2 separate regions of the Sus scrofa genome follow, and region 2 is linked to region 1. Evidence: chromatin contacts called from public targeted proximity ligation data. All regions are on one chromosome and are shown on one strand. The core of a region is the stretch at or near the end of the contact, and the rest is flanking DNA. Distances in the headings are between cores, read along the strand shown. Region 1 holds the start of LYRM1 (LYR motif-containing protein 1). Region 2 overlaps DCUN1D3 (DCN1-like protein 3).

Region 1 (5,411 bases), core at 1,584-4,083:
GGCAAAAGTAGGTTACATCACTTGATTATATGCCAGCCCCAGAGATGCCAACAGAGTGGGACTGTGCCCGCAATGGTCATTTATCTAATGTAATCCATGATGTCAACTTTCAGCACCAACCTACACCTCAGCTGAGTGTTATTTATTAGTCATCAGGCAGACCAGACAAAAGCGGGAAGATTGCAACATAAAATCCGCCTAGAAAAAACAACTTCAAACTTAGATCCTGACGACCACCTCTGAAGACCAACAGGGTCATATTATTACCACTTGCCCAACCTTCAACCCTAAATTCATACACAGCTGGAAGCAAAGGAGGATTTATATACTAAAAACACATCTGGGGTACTCATTATGCAATTTTTAAAAGTTTATAAGACAAAATCCTGTAAAGAAAAGGCATGCTCTCAAACATCTCACTGAATTCTTTCTTCCCTTTTTTTTTTTTTTTTTTTTTTTTTTTTTTGTCTTTGTAGGGCTGCACCCATGGCATACAGAGGTTCCCAGGCTAGAGGTAGAATCAGAGCTGCAGCTGCCGGCCTACACCACAGCCACAGCAATGCCAGATCCAAGCCGCATCAGCAACCTACACCACAGCTCATGGCAAGGCCAGATCCTTAACCCACTGAGCAAGGCCAGCGATGGAACCTGTGTCCTCATGGATGCTAGTCAGATTCATTTCCACTGAGCCATGACAGGAACTTCATCTCACTGATTTTTTAACACATGGCTTGAGATCCATCTGCCAAAAAAGTTCCAGATGACCACTGCCTCCTCCTCTCCCACTCTCAGCAGGGTGACTTTTTTTTTTTTTTAAATATAATAGGCCAAGTATACCCTCAAAGTAGTATGTGGTAAGACTCTAGGAAAGGCAACAGAATTAAAACGGAGCATCATTTTACAATTCCTTCTCCTTCTTACTCTTATTTTGCCTACCTATTTATGAGCCTATTTCCACCTCTCTGACCTAGAATCTTTTCACTCTCCTCTCTCCCCTAACCCATCTTCCCTCATCTCCTTTCCGCCTACCTCTTTTTTCCTCCCTGAAACTTGCCAAACTCACTCCAGACAGTTTCTGCACTAGCTACTCCTTGAACTTGGAAGGCTCCTCCCCTATCTCTGCATAATGGGCTCCTTTTCATTCGAAGCTCAGCTTAAGCGTCACCTCCTCCGAAAGGTCTCCGACTATATCTCAATCAGACACTTTCTATCACATCACTCTTGTTTCCTTCAGCACTTATCAAAATCTCATTTGCTTATTTATCTGTCCCCACACCACCTCCACTCTAACCTAAGCTCCAGGGCAGCGTGGACCTTACTGCTGTGTTCACCTTCACAGACCCATTGCCTGAAATAATAGCTAGCAATTAGTAGCCAGTCAAGAAAAGTTTGTTGATTGAATGAATTTTGGAGTTTTTAGTCAATGATTCCAATTCAGCTAAAATGAGAAAAGTAGTCATTTTTTTCTTCTGTTACATTTCTGTGAAACATCTAAACATGCCATTACTTGTACAATCAAAGCATTAAATATTCTGTTTTATCAGGCTTGAAAGCCCCGATGAGTAGAATGGAACCCATGTTATGATAATTTGTCTAGCAATAAGCATATAAATTCAGTTGCAGAGGAACAGGATTTATGGACTTTTTCTAATCAAATGATCCCTAAAATTTGGGCACCAACTCTTCAAGTTCTTCAGAAAACACAGCTCCAGATTCAACAAAGAATTTATTTCCAAATTTATAATCCAAAAAAGATTTCCAAAGAAAATATCAACACCAAAATAGGAATCATCACACTTCACTCTGAAATCCCTACAAAAGGCTAAAGTAGCACTACATTTTTTTCCCCCTTAAACCAACAGAATATCAACGGAGATCTTCTTCTTCAATCATTCTTTGCAATTTTCAAATGATTTTTTTACATCCCTTATTGGTTTACCTTCTTCCTTAAAACAAAACTAAACAAGTCACAATGTCTTATTTAACGCCACTTATATACAAACATTCAGCTAAATAAATAAGATGGAAATCAGTACAAGCCAAATGTGTCATCGAAGACTTGTGTGCCAGACACACAAGTGGAGAGAAAGATAAAAGAGCTATTGTCAAATTGTAGAAACAAAAAAGTACATGGGGTTTTCTCTTCTCCAAAGTGCATTATGAAGTGTGGGTGGAGAAAAACACAGAAATCCAGAATTAGCCTAAGATCAAAACATTCTGGAAAGAGTTGACAACATTTAAATTCCTCACATATAAAGTATTCAGAGGAAGAGACCTTGATTCCTGGACTATGATGCCATTCAGGAATCCCTGCAAGGCTTTGGAATTCCAGTATTCTTAGGAGAAAATGCTTATCTTAATCGGGAGCGACCGGGCATTGAGAAGTACTCCCAAAGAGACACAGCTTGTAACTGAAGTATTACAAAGCTTGAAGTTAAGATCTGGGATAGAAGCAGAACACCAAATTCAAAAGAAGGTACCAAGACGAAAGGGAAAAAGAAAAAGAAAAAAACACGATTACTACTTAGCCACGGAGAATTAAAGTGGAAAGGAGGGGTATGCATGGGGGAGGATGGGGGTGGGGGAGAATAGAAAAAAACAATACATTTGTCACCCTGTCCCACTTCCTATACAGGATACAGGCAAAGCTTCCAGCCCCATTACCTCAGGCACAGATGGTTATCGTTTACAGCAAAGGTGCATAGGAAGGCCTCCAGGTCTGAGCCCCTTAATTCCAGGGCTGTTAATGATTAAAGAGAAGGATGGGGGTGGGGAGGGAAATGAGGGCGGAGGAGCTGGAGATTCACCCACCACCTCCTGCTTGGGCTCCTACCTCACTGCACTTACCAGGGGCAGAAGACTAGAGTTTGCACTCCCTCCAGGGCAGCTCCGGCCCCCAGAGCCCCAGGCCTTGGGTGGCGGGTGGGGGGTGCCGGCGGTGGAGGGGCAGAGACAGTAGGTAAGTTTTCTGAGCCTGGGGCTGACACGCCACAGGGCCCCCTCACAGCGTCTTCCTCCAGCGGGACCAGTCCAGACAAGGCGCCGATTTCCACTCCTCCCCTTCTACCCCCCTTTCTCGAAGGTACCCAAACCCCCGCCCCTTCATCTCCCAAAGCCTCCCCTTTTCCTCATACACCCCCCAACCCCCAAACTCACAGCTGCTCCAGAGGTTCCTCCAGTCAAACCCTTTCTGGAAACGACGGCGGCCCGGCAGGTCCAAACCACCTACCATCCCCGCTCGCGTCTTCAAGCACCCTACCCCCACCGCCGCCGCCGCCTCTTCTTCCACCACTGCCGCCGCCTCCTCTTCATCTGCGGCCCACCGGCGGCGGCCGCCCCGAAACCCCGCCCCCTCCATCGCCTCCTGCATCATCACTTCCGGTAACCCCGCGGGCCGCCCGCTCCGGGAGGCGGAATAGGAGAAGGGCGGGGAGGGAACGAGGGGCAGGTTGCGTCACGACGTACGCAAAGACGTACGAAGCCGTCGCCAAGTAAGGGCAAAGACCTAGCGACGCGGAGGGAGGGCTAGGAGGAGATGGACTGGCCCATTTTCGGGGGGGGGGCTGGAATCCGGGGGAGAGGAGAGCGGAAGGGGGAAAGGAAAAATAAGAAAAGGTTGAACTTGGCTATAATTGTTGCGAATACGGTGGAGGGTGGTCTAGAGTGTGACGTTTAAGGAAGGCTCTAGCCTACCCCCGACCTGGTACGAATGCTCCCACGGAGGTTCGTCTGGTGGTTTGGTCTGGCCTGGCCTACCGGACCTGCTTAAGCTCTGTCGACCACGGCTCAGCTGGGCTCCCGGCGCCGCCTCCTCCCAGTCTGCCGTAGGCTGCGGCGCTTCTGTGGGTGGGGGAAGGCTGGACTGACGCAGAGTGAGTGTAGAGAATGGAGACGCTGACTCCTGGCGCGGGAGACTGGGGGAAGGGGTTGGCTCCCAAGGGGCAGGGATGGGTGAGGGTGGGGGGTGCGACGTTGCTAGGAGACGAGCCTGTGTGACCCCAGCCTCGCGAGGGCGGCTCGGTGTCCCCGCTGCTGGCGTGGGGAACCTGCCAAGGGAAGTGGCTCCAGGGCCAGGAAGGGGAAGCCTGGTTTGGGAATGCTGAAAATGCTGGTTTGGGGACCATCTGGGATGTCTGAAACCTTTGGATTCCCGAATGTCAATGGGAGATTAGTAGGGGCAAATTAGTAGGGCGAGGGAGGAAGGTTGACAGGACACCGATACTTTCTAAGATAATGAGAACTAGCTTCTTAGTGCAAAAGGCGTTGGTCTGTGATTCGAGTCTGGGAGAAAGTTAAAAAGTAAATCAATAAAAAATATCAGCAAGTGAGGAATGCCCCAAAGATAGTAATATCAGATGAAGTGGTAGAAGATGGGGTGAGGGCCACTTTAAATCCATAAAGCTACTCAGAGGAGGCTGAGTTTTGCAGAAATCCGAGAAAAGAAGGAAGGTAGGGAATGAGCTTTCTAGGTGGTGAAAAGAGCCAATGGGCAGGGATCTGAGGAAAGAAGGGAAGAAGGCCAGGTGCTTGGAGTAGGAAGGAATAAAAGCAAGAGCCAGGCAGAGTGGTCTGTGATGGAGAAGTGGCAGGGCTTGATCTAGTCTAGTCTTTTAGCCCACGGTGAGGGTTCGGCTGCTACTACATTACTGGAGGGTTTTAAGAAGGAGTGACCAAATCTGATTTATATTTTTAGCAAATCATTCTTGGCTATTGGATAGAGAAGGGTAGAAGTAGTCAGACCTGTTATGAGGCTGTTGCTGTAGGCCAGGTGAGAGGTGACAGTAGTGTTATGATCACAATGGAAATAGAATTGAATTCAGAATGTATTCTGGCTGTAGAGCTTGCAGGACATACTGCCAAATTGGATATGAAGTGTTTGGGAAAAGGAGGAACCAAGGATGACTCCTAAGAGAAAAAGAGTTTGGAAGGGACTATTTTGAATATTAGTTTTGATTAGTCTGTTAACCACAGGTAAAGGTGTGGAGAAGTTAGATATACAAATCAAGGGAAAACTCAGGTAATAAATGTAGCAGTTTATTCCTAGGTCACCTGAGAAGAGGGTGGAGATAAAGACAAAGGCCTCCAAACTCCTTGGGGGCTTTTGACATTTAAAGATGATCCAGAGAAGGAAAAACCGGCAGAGGGGACTCTGGACACTAGCAAGTCTTCAGAGATACAAAGAGCTTCCATAGTATCCTGAAACAATGGGACCCATCCTCTAAGGCCTGGCTCAAATCTCTTCCCTTCTTTCCTCTCCCAGCTGTTACTGCTTTTTTTTTTTTTTTTTTTTTTTTTTTGCTTTTGTTACTGCTTAGCTGATTATCTTCACTATAGCAAACCTGACTTTGCCAGTTAATTGTCTATAGGTCTGACTACCCCATGAGCTATTTCTTCTTTGTGCCCTACTTGCT
Region 2 (4,887 bases), core at 889-3,388, 43 kb before region 1:
TAGGAACACTTCCTTCCCTTCAGAGTGAGACTGCAGTGTTACGTTTCACCAATAGGTGCCTCCATCACATCAGAGTTCCCCTTTAGAACTGGAAGTATCATTTTCAGTAAAGCCTTTGCTTTTTATCACCTCTCAAATTGTCAACATTCTAAATTGCAAAGGACATGGGCACAGGTACACACAGTTCCGAAACTGATAGAGATATTAGCTATACTCCAGAAAAGCTGAACTAGTCCAGCATGCAGTACGTATCATTACAAAAAACCTCACAGATCGCTCTATACGCTGGGACCCCGCAATTCCACTTCAAGAGAATTATCCTATAGTAATAGGATAGTTTCTCAAAAACATGTATAGAGGGGATATTATGGGGTCATTACAATGTAAATCTAGGTGGTTATTATTTTTAAAATTAATGCGTTCGTGTGTAAATAAAATCTCTAGTGAAAGAGATCTGTAAGAAGCAGCAGAAGACCAGATCCAGACTCCCTGACTCTTGAATCCCAGCTTTCCTACTTTTTAGTTGTGGGAACTTGAATAAGTTATTTAACATCTCTGTGCTTGGTACATAGTAATGGTACATATCTTACTAGGATTGTTATAAAGATGAGATTATGCATTCATAATATATTGTAGGTTGTATAAAGCATGGAGAGTTACAGAATATCTGTATAGTGTGAATCTATTTCTGTAGAAAAAAAATATACCAAGATATGCATGGGCTTGAAACAAAATCTGGAAGTTTATATGCCAAAATATGAACAGTATTTATCACTAGCTAATGGGATTGGCAGATTGAATTTTACCAAATGCTTTTCTGTATTTTTTTAAATCAGCATATATTGCTTTTATAATTAGAAAAAAGCATTCTATTGAAAAGTAACTTGCAAATTTGGATATTTGAGGCAGTGTTTCACTTTTTCTTTTTCTTTTTCCTGCTTTTTTGGGGTCTGCATGTGCAGCATATCGAAATTCCCAGGCTACACGTCAAATCCAGTCTACAACTGCGGCCTACACCTACACCGCAGCTCAGGATACTAGTTGGGCTTGTTACCACTGATCCACAACAGGAATTCCCAGTGTTTAGCCTTTTAAATGTAACTTCTATTAAGATCTGGCCCTATGGGAGGTCCCGTTGTGGCTCAGCGGAAACAAATCTGACTAGTATTCATGAGGATGCAGGTTCAATCCCTAGCCTTGCTCAGTGGGTTTGTAGGTGGCAGATGTGGCTCAGATCTGGCATTGCTCTGGCTGTGGTATAAGCTGGCAGCTATAGCTCCGACTCAGCCCCTAGCCTGGGAACCTCCATGTGCTGTGGGTGGGGCCCTAAAAAGACCAAAAAAAAAAAAAAAAAAGTCTGGCCCTATGAAAGTTGGCAACCAGGAGGCCAAACTGAAGAGCTTGATTTGGAATTGAGATACTACAGTTTTTGAAGTTCCCTTGTAAAGAGCCAAGTTCCCCAGGTATACTGCTGACCTCAGCTGCAAGGTCCTGAGAACACCTTGAAACCAAACGTGTTGCAGGATTTCTTTCCTGCTGCAGCTGAGTTCCAAAGCTGTGGGAGCTTAGCTGCTGTCTACCTCATGAGACTCCAGTCCTGAGAGACAAAATAAATGTCTGCCTAGGTTGGTGCTTCAGCTCTGCTCCTGGGCAAGTCACTTAACCTGAAGTCCATTTACACAGCTCTGTGGGGATATATCTACTTTTAAGGATTATTATGACTATTCAAAAACTCAGTTTTTGGAAAATGACCAAATAGTGATCTGGATATGAATTATTTTCCCTCTCTGAGCCTCAGTTTCCTCATTGTAAAAATGGCAACATTAGTACTTACTAAACAAGGTTGTTTTAAGAATTAAATTAGGGAAAGCCTACATTGTACTGAGGATCATCTTCTAACTGCAGGATAATAGAGCAGATGAGGGCTCCCTGTGCCAAAAGCACTCCCTTTGCTCCTAGGACTAGTCAGAGCCATTTCTTTTCCTGAATGGGTGGGGCTGGAAGTTTCCCAATGGGCCCCCACTCCAGAACTCTGCAGAGATGGGCCCAGACCATAAGGTCTCTGAGGCCCCAGTCTGCACACACTGTTCTTTCAGCTGATGCTCGGTCTTTTGGAAGCCAAAGCTGCCAACTTGGCCTCTTGCAAAACACACATTCCATTCATAAGTGCGTTTGTGCATTTTTCCTCCCACACCCTTCTAGACAGCCAGTGCAGAGCTGCCAAGGCAGCTGCTGGAGAAGCAGCTTTTCATTTAGGGGAAAAAAGCAACTTGAAAGATTTTCACAGAACTCTTGGTTTAGGCTTTGAACGTACTACTCCCCAACTTCTCTGGCCTCCTCACCCATAGTGGGGTTGGGTTGTTCAGGATACTCAGCCATGTTCAATTTCATTTCCTTTTTTCTTCCCCCCCTTGTAATACCTTCCCTATTATAAAGGAAACCCAGTAATAGAAACCTGAAAAATCCAAAAAAGTTAAAATTACATCTAATGCCACTATTTTACAATCTTTCCATTATTCAAAAGCAGTTTTTAATAGCTGCATAATATTCCAGTGTGTTGATGTGTGTCATAATTTCTAAAACAGTCCTCTGTGGTCAACACTGAAGTTATTCCCAAATGATGCTGCCAGTCATATCCTTGCCACATCTTTGGCAGATAATATTTCTTGAGGAAAAATTCCTAGAAGTGAAATGATTGGTCTAAAGACTATGAACACTGAAGGTTTTATTTTTGGGGGGGGGGATTTTTTAAAAATTTATTTAATTTTTTTTGCTTTTTCATCCACACCTGCTCCATTTAGGAGTTCCCAGGCCAGGGATCAAATCCCAGTCACATCTGTGACCTATGCCACAGCTGTGGTGATACCGGGTCCTTAACCCACTGTGTCAGGCTGGGGATCAAACTGGCAACACCAGAGACAAGTCGGATCATCAGCCCACTGCGTGACAGCAGGAATTCCCACTGAAAGTTTTTTAAATTCCAGGAAAGTTTGTGTTTGCTAGCATCAATTTGTTTCATATCTTTGTCAGTTTGATAGGTTAAAAGTTTCATTATAGGTTTAATTTCTGTTTGTTTGAATCCCCTTTAGGTTGAAAGATTCAATATCCTTTTTTCCAGAAGCTTTTTGGCCAATTTTCTTTAGTGAGTTGTCCATATCTTTTGCCCATGTTTCTGTTCTCTTTTCCATACTTATTTTTTAAGGTATCCTGTCAATTATTGCAAAAACGTTCCTAGTTTTTAAAGGTAGTACGTTTTAGAAGTTTGTTCTTGTTATGATTTTTTTCTATTTGCTTTTATGGGTAGAAAGTCTTGACATAACCAGAGAGCAATTTAATATCCATTTATATATATATATAGTTTTGAATGATTTAATTTTTATACCTTTATTCCTCCTGGGACTTAAATTTTAGCATATGGTAACTCTTCCCACAAATACTTAGATTTAATCCAATTTATCTTACTTAAAATGCAGTAAAAGAGCCTACATTATTTATTATGTCAGCCCACGTATACAACAGCCTTGTGTCTCTGTCTTCTGTCTTAACGCTAGTACCATATTGTTTTATAGCTCTGTATTGTGATATACTAGCAATTTCAGCACCACCCCAGGTAAATATTGTCGGCCTATGGAGTCCTCAGCAGCATGGATTACAAAATACTATTTAAAAGTTAGATGCTCTGCTGCTGACTGCATTGCTGCCATATTCCACTAGGACTTTCTCAGCACCCCTGAGGTAAGAAGAAAATCAGGATTGGAATGTTACATAGGAAGAATGTTATACCCACAAAAGACCATTACAGCTTTCATAGGTCAGGACATCCTTGGAAGGAAAGGAAGTGGAAGAGGTTAGGAGGCTAACTCCCTTGCCTTAACTTCCCAGGCAGACTAACGCTTTTGGATCTAGGTCAGAATTGAGAGCTAGAGAATGATTTGCAGAGCTAACGGAAGCTATGTGCTTTGGCAACTGATTTGAGAGGAAGGAAGAAGCCAGTACTGAGGTGATTCTACTATACTCTGGGCCCTCAGCACCACCTTCAGTGTACCATTCATGCTTAACGACAACAAGAAGTCCATTCCACACACATACAGTGAAGCTTAGCTGGTATTAGTATGAGTTAGTTGCTTATCCCTCATCTAATCAAAAATTGGATTTTAGCCATACAGCACCATGACACTTCGAATAGCTCCATGCTCTAGATATAAGCACCCAAATCACCCCCACCTCTATTTGTAAGGCCCTGGCTGGGCTCAAAAACTCAGGCCAAAGCAGATACAAGCCCGAGAGTCACCTGGAAAAATAAGTACATGTTTTGGATGAATACTTTTTAAGTGAAAAAGTCTCCCCCTAAATTTCCTTCCATCTTCCATCTGATGCTGACCTTGGTAATAAAAAAATTCCAGTTTTCTGAAGAAAGCTTATAATCTAGAAAGAGGAGGTAGTCATGATTCCTAAGCCCTTTCCAAATGAAAAGAAAAAACACATCTAATGCCACCACTGTACTTAATTTTTTTAAAGAGATACCAACATGAGGCTGGGAATCTTTGAGAAGGCCATTAGGTCCTCCATCAAAGAAGTGACTAAGATGGCTGGTCAACAGCTTTCCCAAATATAAACAGTAACTAGACAGAAAATGGCAATTAAAGGAAGTTATGGGTCATAAGTGGTCTACCACAATCAGACTTTAGAATTTAAGATCCAGTTGGAGTCATCAGGGATCATGTTAATCTAAGCTCCCCCATCCTCCCAATTTAGCAGAGGGAAGTTGAGCCCCCAGGAGGAGCAGCCTCCTTTCTTTTCTCTATCACTCTGGATTCCCTGCATTACTTACCTAACAGCCTTTTGGAAACCTTATATTTACGTGTTTTAAAGATTATGGATGTTCTT

Evidence for each region.
Region 2: a contact with region 1 is called in a targeted proximity ligation map of skeletal muscle. A contact is called at or near these places in 10 of 47 Hi-C or Micro-C datasets (brain, embryonic fibroblasts, fibroblasts and 6 more) and 2 of 2 datasets of targeted methods (alveolar macrophages and skeletal muscle).

What each region holds. Positions count from the first base shown.
Region 1 is chr3:25,149,434-25,154,844 of Sscrofa11.1, reverse strand. It overlaps LYRM1 (LYR motif-containing protein 1), which reads left to right and starts at 2,833. Exons shown (of 4, transcript XM_021086518.1): 1 at 2,833-2,959. It overlaps DCUN1D3 (DCN1-like protein 3), which reads right to left and starts at 3,344. Exons shown (of 4, transcript XM_021086516.1): 1 at 3,157-3,344.
Region 2 is chr3:25,192,247-25,197,133 of Sscrofa11.1, reverse strand. It overlaps DCUN1D3 (DCN1-like protein 3), which reads right to left. Exons shown (of 4, transcript XM_021086516.1): 4 at 1,083-4,887. The region is part of intron 19 of REXO5 (putative RNA exonuclease NEF-sp); the gene reads left to right. Among named protein-coding and RNA genes, the nearest start is that of LYRM1, 43 kb to the right of the region's middle.